Linked DNA regions of Mus musculus: regions 2, 3 and 4 are each linked to region 1. The links are chromatin contacts, called in public targeted proximity ligation maps. All regions are on one chromosome and are shown on one strand. The core of a region is the stretch at or near the end of the contact, and the rest is flanking DNA. Distances in the headings are between cores, read along the strand shown.

Evidence for each region.
Region 2: a targeted proximity ligation map of pancreatic cancer cells shows a contact between it and region 1. A contact is called at or near these places in 1 of 484 Hi-C or Micro-C datasets (CD8 T cells) and 3 of 130 datasets of targeted methods (bone marrow-derived macrophages, microglia and pancreatic cancer cells).
Region 3: a contact with region 1 is called in a targeted proximity ligation map of memory CD8 T cells, with 70 read pairs. A contact is called at or near these places in 5 of 130 datasets of targeted methods (effector CD8 T cells, embryonic stem cells, extraembryonic endoderm stem cells and 2 more).
Region 4: a contact with region 1 is called in a targeted proximity ligation map of effector CD8 T cells, with 16 read pairs. A contact is called at or near these places in 1 of 484 Hi-C or Micro-C datasets (CD8 T cells) and 3 of 130 datasets of targeted methods (bone marrow-derived macrophages, effector CD8 T cells and microglia).

The regions. Positions count from the first base shown.
Region 1 is chr19:5,800,765-5,804,151 of GRCm38.p6, reverse strand. It overlaps Malat1 (metastasis associated lung adenocarcinoma transcript 1 (non-coding RNA)), which reads left to right and starts at 1,480. Exons shown (of 1, transcript NR_002847.3): 1 at 1,480-3,387.
Region 2 is chr19:5,509,092-5,512,313 of GRCm38.p6, reverse strand. Snx32 (sorting nexin 32) reads left to right here and starts at 1,797. Exons shown (of 13, transcript NM_001024560.3): 1 at 1,797-1,981. The coding sequence starts at 1,943. It also overlaps the pseudogene Gm31166.
Region 3 is chr19:6,298,338-6,301,940 of GRCm38.p6, reverse strand. It overlaps Ehd1 (EH-domain containing 1), which reads right to left. Exons shown (of 5, transcript NM_010119.5): 5 at 1,845-3,603. The coding sequence ends at 3,343. Gm52380 (a long non-coding RNA gene) reads left to right here. Exons shown (of 3, transcript XR_003952842.1): 3 at 1,336-1,811. Among named protein-coding and RNA genes, the nearest start is that of Cdc42bpg, 6.3 kb to the left of the region's middle.
Region 4 is chr19:5,531,013-5,534,327 of GRCm38.p6, reverse strand. It overlaps the pseudogene Gm31166. Among named protein-coding and RNA genes, the nearest start is that of Snx32, 22 kb to the right of the region's middle.

The DNA of each region.
Region 1 (3,387 bases), core at 231-2,730:
AAAGCCTCTGCCCAAACCTCCCTATTCACAGGTCCTAGAACGTAGAGGTGGGGAGCAGGACGGTGCCGCCAGGCCGTGTGCGATCGCGAGCTCTGGATCTCAATGCGCCCCGGGGCGCTGTTTCCCACGACTCCAGCAGCTTTTCTAAAAATCCAGGCAGCCTCCAGTTTACGGGATCAACCCGAGACTCGCTTCCCTTTGAAAATTCTAGAGTATAAAGTAAACGTACGAGCAAAGTATGTGTCTTAACACTTAATGGATGACATAGAGACCAAAAAAGCCATGTCCGTGGGCCCAGTAGGCCGCAATAAGGGGCGACCAGGAAACTGCAGCACAGCCCCCCGCAGCCGCCCTGCTCCCACACCAGTCATTCCAGCACCGTGGTGAAGGCGCTTGGGGGCGGGGCGGGGCGCGCCTGCGCAGCGAGGCTCTGCAGCAGAAACTTTGCCTAGACCGGCTGGAACCGGTTAGAACCGGTCGAACCCGGCCGGCTGCCAGCCCTCGATTCAGCAGCTCACAAAGGGAGGCGGCGACTCACGACCCGCGTATCCTTGCGCCTCTCCCCACCCCCTTTGTCCTCGCGACGGGTTCCGCGGTCCTCCCCGCCCTCCCTGGCGCGGCCCCCGCTTTCTGCGCCCAGTGACGCTTTCTCCATGGTCCTGGGAGAAAGAGAAAAACATCCTTTCCCCTCCGTCGTAGTTTTAGGAAGCGATGAGATAGACCTGGGGACCTTGCCGCCACGGGCCGGGCTCTGACGGTTATTAGCGCAGTGCGGGTGGTGCTCGGCATGGCCGCCAAGGTCGCCGTGCCCTCACCTGCAGCGACCATGGCCTTGCTGGGCTGAGACCGCAGCCTAACATGGCGGACGTAGGCAAGCACCAAAGCGCTCGTGTACCCGGGCTCGGAAAAGTGGCCCCGAGAGCAGCCGGAGGCTGCAGGTCGTCCCTACAGGAGCATTCCCAGTATAAACCAGTACAAAGTGTCACCACCTCAGAAGCCACTCGCAGGGCCGGTCACTTTCCGAGAGACCTCCATCTTGTTTCGCATGAAATGGCAGCCGCTCGGGGAGTTACAAAATGGGAAGTGGAAGCTGAAGCTGTGGGAAAGCCTGTTTTAACACTTGCAACATACGCTATACCCTCTGTCCTCCCAGGAAAACGCAAAAGGTGTTGAAACATCTGAAAAACTTGGGGCTCCCATTTTTAATAGCTATTAGTTCATGTTTTTTCTCCTTGTGACCAGAAATTTTAAACCTATTTGTACCTATTTAGCTGGTACAAGCTAAACATTTCTCTGTATTAGCAAGGTCCAAGAGGCCCACACGACGTCAAGAAAAATCTAGAAACTTGGAAGTCAGGATCTATTTTTAACTCTCTGAGGAACTATTTTTCTTCCTTCACCAAGGTGGTGGAGGGTTACTAGGTTCCGGTGGAGTGACGTGTCCCTTTGCAATAAATACCGGCGCTCCGGGCTCTGCGTCAGGCATTCAGGCAGCGAGAGCAGAGCAGCGTAGAGCAGCACAGCTGAGCTCGTGAGGCAGGAGACTCAGCCCGAGGAAATCGCAGATAAGTTTTTAATTAAAAAGATTGAGCAGTAAAAAGAATTAGAACTCTAAACTTAAGCTAATAGAGTAGCTTATCGAAATATTACTTAGTCTTAATAATCTAAGAAGATCTTAAGAGATAACATGAAGGCTTATTTAAACAGTTTGAAAAAGGAAATGAGGAGAAAAGTATTTGTACTGTATAATGGAGGCTGACCAGAGCAGTTTAGGAGATTGTAAAGGGAGGTTTTGTGAAGTTCTAAAAGGTTCTAGTTTGAAGGTCGGCCTTGTAGATTAAAACGAAGGTTACCTAAATAGAATCTAAGTGGCATTTAAAACAGTAAAGTTGTAGAGAATAGTTTGAAAATGAGGTGTAGTTTTAAAAGATTGAGAAAAGTAGGTTAAGTTGACGGCCGTTATAAAAATCCTTCGACTGGCGCATGTACGTTTGAAGGCATGAGTTGGAAACAGGGAAGATGGAAGTGTTAGGCTAGCCGGGCGATGGTGGCGCACGCCTTTAATCCTAGCACTTGGGAGGCAGAGGCAGGCGGATTTCTGAGTTCGAGGCCAGCCTGGTCTACAGAGTGAGTTCCAGGACAGCCAGGGCTACACAGAGAAACCCTGTCTTGAAAAAACAAAAAGGTTAGGCTAGTATTTGGAGAAAGAAGATTAGAAAATGGAAGTGAAAGACGAAGAAGACATACAGGAAGGTGAAGAAAAAGCTGTTAGAGAAGATAGGAAAATAGAAGACAAAGCATCTTTAGAAGACAGAAAAGGTACTTAAAGGCACAGGTAGTAGGAAGCCGAAGAATAGAAGATAGAAAGAAGCAAGATAGAAAAACAAAATGGAAGTTAAGACAACTTTGGATGCCAGCATTCAAGATAGGCAAAGAAGATAAGATTGAGGCCAAAAGGTTGGATAAGATATAAAGTCAGAAGGAAATTATCTTTAAAGCCATAAGTTCAAATTTCTGATGGAGCGAGCAGTTTAGAAGAGTCTTTAGACAGCCACATACAAGATTGAAGCTAGCAATCAAAGCTACTAGGACTGAAGTAAAAAGTTAAGGCAGAATGCCTTTGAAGAGTTAGAAGAATATTAAAAGCCTTAACTTGTAGCTTAATTTTGCTTGATGACAAAAGGACTTTTGATAACAGTTTCAAGATTGTCAGCATTTTGCATTGGACTTGAGCTGAGGTGCTTTTAAAATCCTAACGACTAGCATTGGCAGCTGACCCAGGTCTACACAGAAGTGCATTCAGTGAACTAGGAAGACAGGAGCGGCAGACAGGAGTCCCGAAGCCAGTTTGGTGAAGCTAGGAAGGACTGAGGAGCCAGCAGCAGCAGTGCATGGTGAAGATAGCCCAGGAAAGAGTGCGGTTCGGTGGAGGAAGCTAGGAAGAAGGAGCCATACGGATGTGGTGGTGAAGCTGGGAAAGGGTTCCAGGATGGTGGAGCGAGAGCGAGTTGGTGATGAAGCTAGCTGGCGGCTTGGCTTGTCAACTGCGCGGAGGAGGCGAGCAGGCATTGTGGAGAGGATAGATAGCGGCTCCTAGACCAGCATGCCAGTGTGCAAGAAAGGCTGCAGGGAGAGCATGCGGTGCGGTAACATTCCTTGAGGTCGGCAACATGGTGGTGGTTTTCTGTAACTTGGATGGTAACTTGTTTACTTTGTCTTAATAGTTATGGGGGAGTTGTAGGCTTCTGTGTAAAGAGATATATCTGGGGCTGTATGTAGGCCTTTGCGGGTGTTGTAGGTTTTTCTTTTTCAGGGTTATGTCCTCTTGCATCTTGTCAGAAGCTTTTGAGGGCTGACTGCCAAGGCCCAGAAAGAAGAATGGTAGAT
Region 2 (3,222 bases), core at 548-3,047, 290 kb after region 1:
CTCCGTGGCCATCCATCCCTTCTACACTTTCAGAAGGAATTTCCTGACTCAGATTTTCCATCTCACCTTCACCACCAGTAACACTGACCACTCTTTCAATAGTCTCTTCCGAGGCACTTCCTGTTCTCGAGTGCTCTTTCAGTTGCACCTCAGCCGACTCCAACTCCTCAATATTTGACTCCAGTAGATCTTCAGTGGATCTTGAATTTTTATCACCAGTTCTCAGCTTCTCTCCACTGGATCTAAATTTCTCTCTACTCAACTTTGCCTTCTCTCTGATGGACCCCCGCCTCTCTCCACTGTCTGACACCTTCTCTCTGATGGACCCCCGCCTCTCTCCACTGTCTGACACCTTCTCTCTGATGGACCCCCGCCTCTCTCTAGTGTCTGAAATCTTCTCTCTGATGGATCCTCGCCTCTCTCCACTGTCTGACATCTTCTCTCTGATGGATCCTCGCCTCTCTCCACTGTCTGACATCTTCTCTCTGATGGATCCCCGCCTCTCTCCACTGTCTGATACCTTCTCTCTGATGGACCCCCGCCTCTGTCTACTCTCTGTCGCCTTCTCTCTAATGGATCCCCGCTTCTCTTCACTGTCCGTCTTCTCTCTGATAGACCCCCGCCTCTCTCTACTGTCCATTTTCTCTACAACAGACCCCCGCCTCTCTCTACTGTCCATTTTCTCTACAACAGACCCCCGCCTCTCTCTACTGTCCATTTTCTCTACAACAGACCCCCGCCTCTCCCTACTGTCCATTTTTTCAGCAGAAGACCTCCGCTTCTCTCCCCTGCCTACCACCTTGTCTCCAATGGGTACCCGTTTTTTCAAGTTCTCTCCACTAGACTCCAGTTCCTCATTCGGCCTCAGCTGATCCCCTCTGGACCTCAAGTCCCCTCCAGTGGTCCTCAACCTGTCCCTAGATTTCAAGTTTTCCCCACGCTCTGCAGTCATCTCTGCACTCGTAGTTACACCAGCTTTGAGTCTATCCTCCAACTCTCTCCAAATCTCTGGGCTGTCATACTCCAAACTTGCTCGAGCCTGCACCGCCCTTCTTACACTGCTCAGGAGCTTCGCGACCACTGCCTCCTGTTGCAGGCCCGATTTCTCTCTTGAGAACTTCTTCCCGGTGCCCTCCAGCTTCCAGTCCTCAGATTCCAACTTTGGGTTAGACTTTTGCACGTTTCTGTCCAAGAGTTCCACTCTCTTCCCAATCACGATGAGTCCATTCCAGGGTACCCACACCTTCTCTTTCTCTCTCACTTGCGCCTTCTTGCAGTGTGACTTCGGTGGCGATTTCCTTTGGTCCCCCCGAAGAATATGGGCGCGGGGTATCCGGGCCTTATTGCGTCCCCGCGGCTCCTTAAGCTGCTTACTCCGTACTTTCTGGCCCGGGTGTGAAAACTGGAACGGAAGCGCTTTCTCCACAGACATTGCAGCCTGCCCTCGTCCCTAGACCCCCTGACCCACTCGAGTTCCCCATTCCTCCCTACCCAAACCTCCCTCCCAACCCTCGCCCCCCCTCCGGACTCCCCGCCCCGCCCACCGCCTGGTGGCGCCAAGCTGCCCTAGTGCGCATGTGCGCCTCTGCTCGTGCCCGTTAGAAGAAGGCGGGTCCCGGAACGGCCGGATTCGTAGGGGTCCACCTGCGGGACTGACACGTGACCTCTACCCTCAGGCCCTGGCCTATCCTGGTCCGGCTTTCTGGTGCCGCTTAAATGCCCACGTAAGATTGATAGGCCTCAAAGCCAATAGAGGCTCATGTGGTAAAACTGCTGTCTAATCAGAAGGAGCAGCTGTGGGCAATGGGACCCACCCAGGGAGGCCGCAGCTAGTGTCAATGTCAGCTGATAGCATCCCTACAAGGTTCCCTCACCCAAGCTCTTGGAACGCGCAGGCCGTGGCTTGTCGTAGGATTCCTGTATATCCCAGCTAAGGAGCACCATGGAGGAGCAACATCAGGAAGCTGGAAATGAGAGTAAGGTAAAGGAAGGAAATAAAACGTCTTCCTACTCCACCTCACTTCATCATACCATACCAAGCAGGGAGAGAGATCTGAGCACGGGAATGCGGCGCTTCTAAGGCCCCTGCATAGGGCCAGGTTGAGGATGCAAAGATAATCAGGATTTTTGTCCCAGCCTGCATAGATGGAATCCCGCCTCTGCCCCCTCCCCCAAATCAACTCAGTACTGTCGTGATGGGGGAGAACAAGGCAGTCTGCAAGCGACTGAGAAGGGTGAGAGAGTCCTGTTGAGTTTACAGGCTCACCTGTGTATTCGTGCCTATATATTTGTAAGACCATCCATCCATTCTTCGTTTATTCCTCTCAGCCTCAGTCAGCAGTTATTGGGGAGCTTCATTGTTTTGGATTGCATCAACTCTCACTTGAGGTAGGAGTGTAGTGAGCTGGGACAGAGATAGGGGATGGAGCTGCTGTGCTGTGTTCTGAAAGTCACATCTCTGTCAAGCAGAGTGGGTGAGAGTAGAGATAGACATCAAGAAGAAAACCAAGGACAAGGGGTCCTGCTGCAGCAAAGAGCTAGTCTGCCTGTGTTTGAAGGGGGGGAGTGAGGGCAGAAAGCCTGCCTTGGTAGTGTCACACAATCCAAGAAGTGGCATTTGGGATTCAAATGGAATTTGGAGGGCTGGCCATGGCTTTCTGTTTATACATGTTCATATAGAAATGTATATAAATAGCCAGGCATGGTGAGACACACCTTTAATCCTGGAATTTCAGCGGTAGAAGCAGAGGCAGAAACAGGAAGACCTTTATGAGTTCAAGGCCAGCTTGGTCTACATAGAGTGTTATAGGCAAGCCAGGGCTATATAGTGAGATCCTGTCTCAATAGTAAAAGGATGTATATATGTACATATGCCGTGTGTGTGTGTGTGTGTGTGTGTGTGTGTGTGTATGCTTAGAACATGTTTATAAAGTGATTAGAAGCCAGATATAATCCCAGCACTTATGAGGGTGGGGCAGGAGGATAACCACGAGTTTAAGGCCTGCTGGAACTACAGTGTGAGAGTTTGTCATAAATACATAAATTTATTTTTTAAAAGATTTATTTATTTTATGTTTATAAGTATACTGTAGCTGTACTTGTGGTTGTGAGGCATCATGTGGTTTCTGGGAATTGAACTCAGGACTTCTGCTCACTCTGGCCCCGCTTGCTCCGGCCTCACTCGCTCTGATCCAAAGATTTATTTATTATTATATGTAAGTG
Region 3 (3,603 bases), core at 1,026-3,525, 500 kb before region 1:
AGACAGTTCCCCTGAAACAAGTTATATAGATGGTTGTCAGCTGCCATGTGAGTGCTGGGAAGTCAAAACCAGATGCTCTGGAAGGGCAGCCAGTGCTCTAAACTACTGAACCCTTCTCTCACTGGTCCTCTTCCCCCACTGTCATATTAGCCCACTGGCTGCAGACAATCCTATGACCAGATTAACAATGGAAACCTCGGCTCACTAAACAGCTGGCAGGTGCAGCCTGCAGGTGGGCTTCTGGGCCTGTGGGGTCTTGGGTTTGTGTGGTGCTGTGAGCTAGGATGGCAGACTGTCCTGAAGGCCTCTTATCCCAGGGGTTGGGAGCAGGGTGGCAAGGATTTGCTTCCTGATATATTCTGGCTTCTAGAGAACAAGAAAGGAATGGCGGGGCAAGAGCCAGCCCTCTGAGTGGACATCTCTTCCTCAGTTCCCACCATGGCCCAGAGGAGTCTGAATCATGAAACCCAAACCTGAGTCCAGGGGCAGCAGAAGGGGAGGCCTTCACTTGCTCTCAAACCTTTTTTTCTTTCTTTCTTTTTTTTGGTTTTTCAAGACAGGGTTTCTCTGTGTAGCCCTGGCTGTCCTGGAACTCACTTTGTAGACCAGGCTGGCCTCGAACTCAGAAATCCGCCCGCCTCTGCCTCCCAAGTGCTGGGATTAAAGGCGTGTGCCATCACCGCCCCGCCTTAAACTTCTTACCCAGTGGGCACCATCTGGGTATCATCTCATAGAGATGGGCGCTGAACAGATAGTATACCATGAGTCCCACGGGTGGAGTGAAGGTGGGTCCTAGCATTCCAGGGAGCTCCCTGGGCCTGTTTCCTTTGGCACTACCAGCTTGAACAAGCACAGGGCATCTCTGTGGGACCCAAGCATCTAAAATCTCAGGTGGAATGACAGCTTTGAATCATTCCAGGAGCATTTTAACCCTGAGTGGCAGCTGAGGGTGAAGTGGGCTGGGCAACTCAGAAATCACCTTTGCTTTAAAAAGGGTTTCCATGACACTCCTCAGGAATGGGACCCGAGTTGGTAGACTTCAGTCTGATCTCCTTGGCTACCACTGCTGCCTGTGTTGCCCTCTCATGCTGAGGTTCAGGCAAGCCCCGCAGACCACACAGGGGTGTCAAGTCTGAGGTGCCTGGACTATCAGGCCTGCCTTAGCCACAGCAGCTAGACCCTGGAGGCAGCTCTGGATCTAAGATAAACACCTGTTTTTCCGGGCTTCTGTCCCAACCTTGCCTGGAGCTGTCTCTCCCCGCCTTACTTCCCATCTGCACCCTTCCGGGCATGTCACTCCCAATTTGTCATCCTTTCCTCTCTTGTCATAAACAGGTCCCCTATCGGAGACATCAGCTGGCTCTAACCAACCCCACCCAGAACTGTGGATTTTTGTCAGCCTCTGCCGTCTTCAGAGCTGGCTCTGCTGGCTCCAAACCTGCCTGGGGGCAAGTGAGGAGCCAAGCAGCTCGGAGCCCTGGGACCTTTGTTTACAGGATCCCACAACCCAGTCTGAGGACACTAGGGAGGGGAGCCCATCCTGTCTGTCTACAGCTGTGGCGGTCTTGAGGGAGGTGATGATGTGCAGATGTGGAAGTGGGCCCAGCATAATTCTGATATCAATCTCTACTGGTGTTTAGATTTTTGGGGACAGGCTCTCATGTAGCTTGGTCCTCCCCCCCACATCCCAAGTGCTGAGACTATGGGTGTGCACCATCAAGTTCAGTTTCCAGATAGTCTCGCCAACAATGCACAGGAGATGGGTGGTTATGGACAACTTGGGGGACCCCTTGCAAGGCTCCAGGGGTGCCTCCTTGGCCAGGAAAAGACAAGGGAGCATGAGAGGCTTTGGCACAATTAAACTTCCTTTAATGCGAGAACCAGTCTTCATTCGGCCACTCCCTCTACAGCTGAGGATGACATCTCTCTCACCCTCAGCCAAGGAGTGGAGGGCTGAGGCAGGGAGGTAACAGGCCAGGCTGGAGCTCACCCTCAGCAGGGCCCAGAACAGTGCTGGGGGGTTGGCAGGCAGCTCCCTGAAGCCCACCTACAGTGTCAGAGGAGCAGGCTGCAATGCCCTACCCAGCTCAGTGGAAAGCCCACCCTGACAGCCAACCACTGGCCACAGGATGTGTCCGGGTCCCCAGGCTACAGTGGGGTGACTAAAGTGGTCATTTGCTAGCTCAGGCTTCTTACTGCTCAGTCTGGGGCTCTCAGGACACCCAGACCTCCTTGGCTCAGCAGAGGAGGAGAGGAAGGAAATGACAGGGCGAGGGAAGGGGCTGGGTTTTCCCCTGTCGTGCTGCATGGACACTACACCCAGGCCAGAGCCACAGGCTTCCTCTTACCAGCCCCAGACCACCCCAGGTCACAGGGCCTACTGCCTGTCCCAAGGCAGAGAGGGGCTCCAGGAAGCTGCCATAAAGGTTGACCTTGGGGCGGGGGTGGGGGGGCTACATTTCAGACCCCTCTGAGCAGAAGCTGGGATGACCTCCCCTCAGCCAGAAAGCAAACTCAAGCCCTAGGATGTCAGCTCTATGCTGGCTCTGGGGTGGAAATGCTCCAAGGCTGGAGTATAGGAAAGAGGAGACAAAAATCACAGTTTTGAACGAGTGATGTAAGTTACTCAAAGTCTTGGTCAAGTATCAAGTGTCACTACAGAACACTAAGTAGCTTATGCATTTTCCTAGACGTCATGGACTGTCTCGCAACTCCTCCTGCCTCCACAACAAATAACAGTGGTTGGGTCTTCTACCTGTGGCTGCTGTGCTGGCTGGGGTGTCAGGGGATGTGGACAGAGTAAGGTGTGCACCCCACAGCACAGCAGAGGACTGGAGCACAGAACACGGCTAGCAGGAAACAACCTGCTGCCCTTGAGGGAGCCCCAGTCTAAAAACAAGCTGAAGGAGCAGGGACCTCCTGCTTACACAGCCCTGGGGCATCGGGCACAGGGGTGCCAGGGTGGGGTGGAGAGGTGCCTGGCTTGGATAGGGGAGAGGATGAGTGTGGGGCTGTCAGACAGAAGAGGCAAGAAAGAAGGCTGCCTCTAATGTTATATATTAAAAATATCATGGTTCCTGTGCACAAAATCCCACTGTTCATATCCAAGCATCACCCATGCCTCCCGCTGAACCCCGGAACAGCTTTAAAAGAAAGATGGTGGTTTTCCTATTCAAGAGCTGAGGAAACACCGCTCAGTCTTTATGGACCTTGAAAAATGGTGACCCTTTCCCTCCCCCAATTTCTGCCCCTCCAGGCCCCAGCCCACCTGGGCAGACAAGGAGCTGGTGGGTAGAAAGTGGCAGCAGCCCTGGGGGTTGTAGGGTATCTCAGGCATGGAAGTCACTCGTGCCTCCGTTTGGAGGGTGGAATGAGATGTGGAGGAAGGTCAGCGGGCAGCTCGTGGCCCTCTAGCTTCACCTTGATAAGGTGGTTGGCCAGGGCAAACTCCTCGTCATCCAGCAGGCCATCCTTGTCCACATCTGCCAACTTCCAGATCTTCCCCAGCACTGTGTTGGGCAGCTTGGACTTCACCATCTCCTTCTTGGCATTAGCACCTGTGATCTTGCCGTTGACAGGAGACAGTGTGTAGAAGATCTCATC
Region 4 (3,315 bases), core at 373-2,872, 270 kb after region 1:
TCAGGAGGCTCAGAAGCTGAGGGTCAGCCCTCGCTACATAGTGAGTCTGAGGTCAGTCTGGGCTGCATACGACTCCATAGAAAGGAAGGGAGGCTAGAAGAGAGAAGGGGAGGTTAGAAGGGAGGAAGGAAGGATGCAAGAGAAAGGAAGAGAGGGGAAAGAAAGAGGAAGGGAGGAAGGAAGGGATGGAAGGAGGGAGGGGAAATGTAGGAATGGATACGCATGCATATGATCTCAGTGCTCGGGAGGCTGGGCCAGAAAAATCACCAAGATAGCAAGTCAGCCTGACTACATAGTGAATTTAAGGCCAACTTGAGTTACAGAGGAAGACTCTGTCTAAATACATAAATAACATTATATAAATATATATACTAATTATGGTGTACTTATTAAATAATACAAATAAATAAGTAGAAGGCTCCCGGGGAAAGGCCTTTGCTGCCTGATCACTGGAGTTCTGTCCTTGGGACTCACTGCCCCTGGCAATAGTCCTCTGGCCTCCACATCTGTGCTGTAGCACACTTGCCCACAGCTACACACCCACATCCTCACACACAGTTAATTGGTTTAGAAAACCAGAAGGAATGGGTGAGCCAGCCACCTGTTACTGTAAGGCAAGGACGGAGTACAAATAAAGTCCTGTTCTTGGTGCCACAGCCAAAGACAACATGGAATTGTATGTGTGCGTGGGCGTGTGTGTGTGTGTGTGTGTGTGTGTGTGTGTCTGTGTGAATGTGTGAGTATGTGTGAATGTGTGAGTATGTGTGAATGTGTGAGTGTATGTGTGAATGTGTGTGTGTGAGTTGTGTGTATGTGAATGTGTATGTGCAAATGTGTATGTGTGAATGTGTGTGTGTGTGTGTGTAGCGTAGAGTTCAACCTTCAACTCCAGCAGTCTCTATGGTTCAGACTGATGTCAAGCTGAACTTGAACCACTCCTCCATCCTGTGGCCCAAAAGATACCAAGCTAGAAGTCACTCCGCCCTGTCTTCTATGAACTGTAAATAACAGAGACGCTCACTGGAGTAATTAGAAGAAACTGCTGGCCAAGAGCTCTGAGAAGGGTTAGGTGTGGCTTGAAGCACTCTGTGTATTTTTGCTAAGCCAAACATGTAGCCAGTCAAAAATACGAGTTGTTTAACAAGCTTATAAACTTGGAGTGACTCTTCACATCTTATAGTGAGGTCTGGGGTTCAAGCATCTCAGCATCAAAGTGCCTACCGTGTGCCGCGCTCAGCCCTGACCACTGCCTCCAGCCTCAGCTTACTCTGCTGCCCAGTTAGCTGACTGGCCCAGACAATCGAACCTCCGATGTTTGTGAAGGAGAAAATGACACTGGACAAGGAGTTGTCTGCTGGTGCCTTAGCCCTCCCTTCCCCCTCCTTCACCTGCCCAAGAGGCTCTCACATGCCCACCCACTACCCTCTCACTTGAGAAGAGCGTGTCTAGTAGGCTCATCGGCTCCCCCAGGCTCTCCGATCCTGACAGGGAGCTCTAGTATAAGCCACCTTGATGTTCATTCCCAGTGTTTCCTGTTGGCACTATTTCTAAGTGGTAAGAGCTGCATCGAGGTGTGTAGCATCCTGCTGACAGGGTAAGTCTAAGGCAGGAAACACCCCATAGCAACTGCTCCACACGTGACCTGAGTTTGTCACAGACTCTGGGGCTGCTCTTGAGGCTGCAGTGGGTGAGGCAACTCGTCTGTGGCTTCCCTGGCCACCGTTGGATTTCCTGATCCTTGCATTTCCCCCCAGACCTAAAATCTGGGTCTGCTTCTCTGCCTCCCCCAACTTCTGATCCACGCTAACCTGGAAGCTGAGACAGAGCGATCCTCCGGCTGAACACTTCGTTCACCTTTTCCAGAGCCCTGGGACAGTGTTGCTACTGTTCAGAGCTCTGGGTGACCTTGCTGTCCCACACCATACAGCTATCTACTAATTAAACAGTCAGGCAACATTATAATTAGGTCAGCTACAGGTACTGATTTGAGACTTTGGCTCCATTCCTTCCTCTCCAGGATTTGAGCACTGACAGGGAATGTCTCAATCGTCCAACAGTCCAATTTCTCAAACCCCAAGTGGATTCTTTACCCTGTCTAAACCCACCCTGATAGTCCAAGACTTGTGGCATCTGCCCCAATAATGGTTCAAGGAGAGACATGGATTCCTGCATGTTTTCCTCTGCCCAACACACACACACACACACACACACACACACACACACACACACACACACACACAATTAATTATTTGATAAAGAGAAGTTCTAGGGCTGGTGAGATGGCTCAGCGGGTAAGAGCACTGACTGCTTTTCCGAAGGTCATGAGTTCAAATCCCAGCAACCACATGGTGGCTCACAACCATCTGTAATGAGATCTGACGTCCTCTTCTGGTGTGTCTGAAGACAGCTACAGTGTACTTATGTATAATAAATAAATAAATCTAAAAAAAAAAGAGAAGTTCTAATCTCATGTGTACTGGATTTTGGAAAGCCATCAGAACATGCTAAGAATTCTTGACACAAAAGTTCCTCACCCCACCCCTGGTCCAGTTGAATCACATTGGTCTCTTCTGCAAGATGGCATGACTCCATGAGCCAGGCAACTAGAACCTGTGTCCCCTCCTCCCAACAACAGCCCCTCCAGGAGAGAGTGCCAACTCAACCCCTACCTTTGATTCAGAGGAAGGCCTCAGGAACGGGTGCTCTGTGATGTAAGAGCCCAGGTGCCAGTGTGGAAGGCTGTCAGGAGAACGCCTGTCGAGCAGGTCTGGTCTGGAAGTCTTAGGAACTAAAGGACAGAAAAGAAACGATTGAAATCCAGACTAGTGCACCTACTGCCTTCCTTCCGACTCATCCTCATAGCATAAGTTTTTTGAATGTGTGACACTCACACATAGCCTTCTCCCATTCTTTCCCAGTCAGAGGAGAGCACCAGGCTCTGACTTGTTCCATCTTAGGACAGATGGATTAATGGGTGGATTGTTCTGTTTGTAGACATCGAATACACGTAAAACCACTACAGGTGCTGTCTCTCAGCGTGTTGGGATCCACAGTCCACACTGGCTTCTGGCATCTGCCCTTATTTTGGGGAGGGACTGCTTGGTTATTTTTTCAAAATAGAATCGCATGTAACCCAGGCTGATCTCAAACTCCCTATATAGCCAAGGATGGCCTTGAACTCCTAATCTAATTGTCTCCACCTCTCTGGAGCTGAGACTATACACATACGATTTACTCTTAACCCCAAAAGGCCCAGCTCCAACTAGATTAGGAGAGCCTTGATTTTGGCTCAAGACTTGCCATTGGTAACATGTG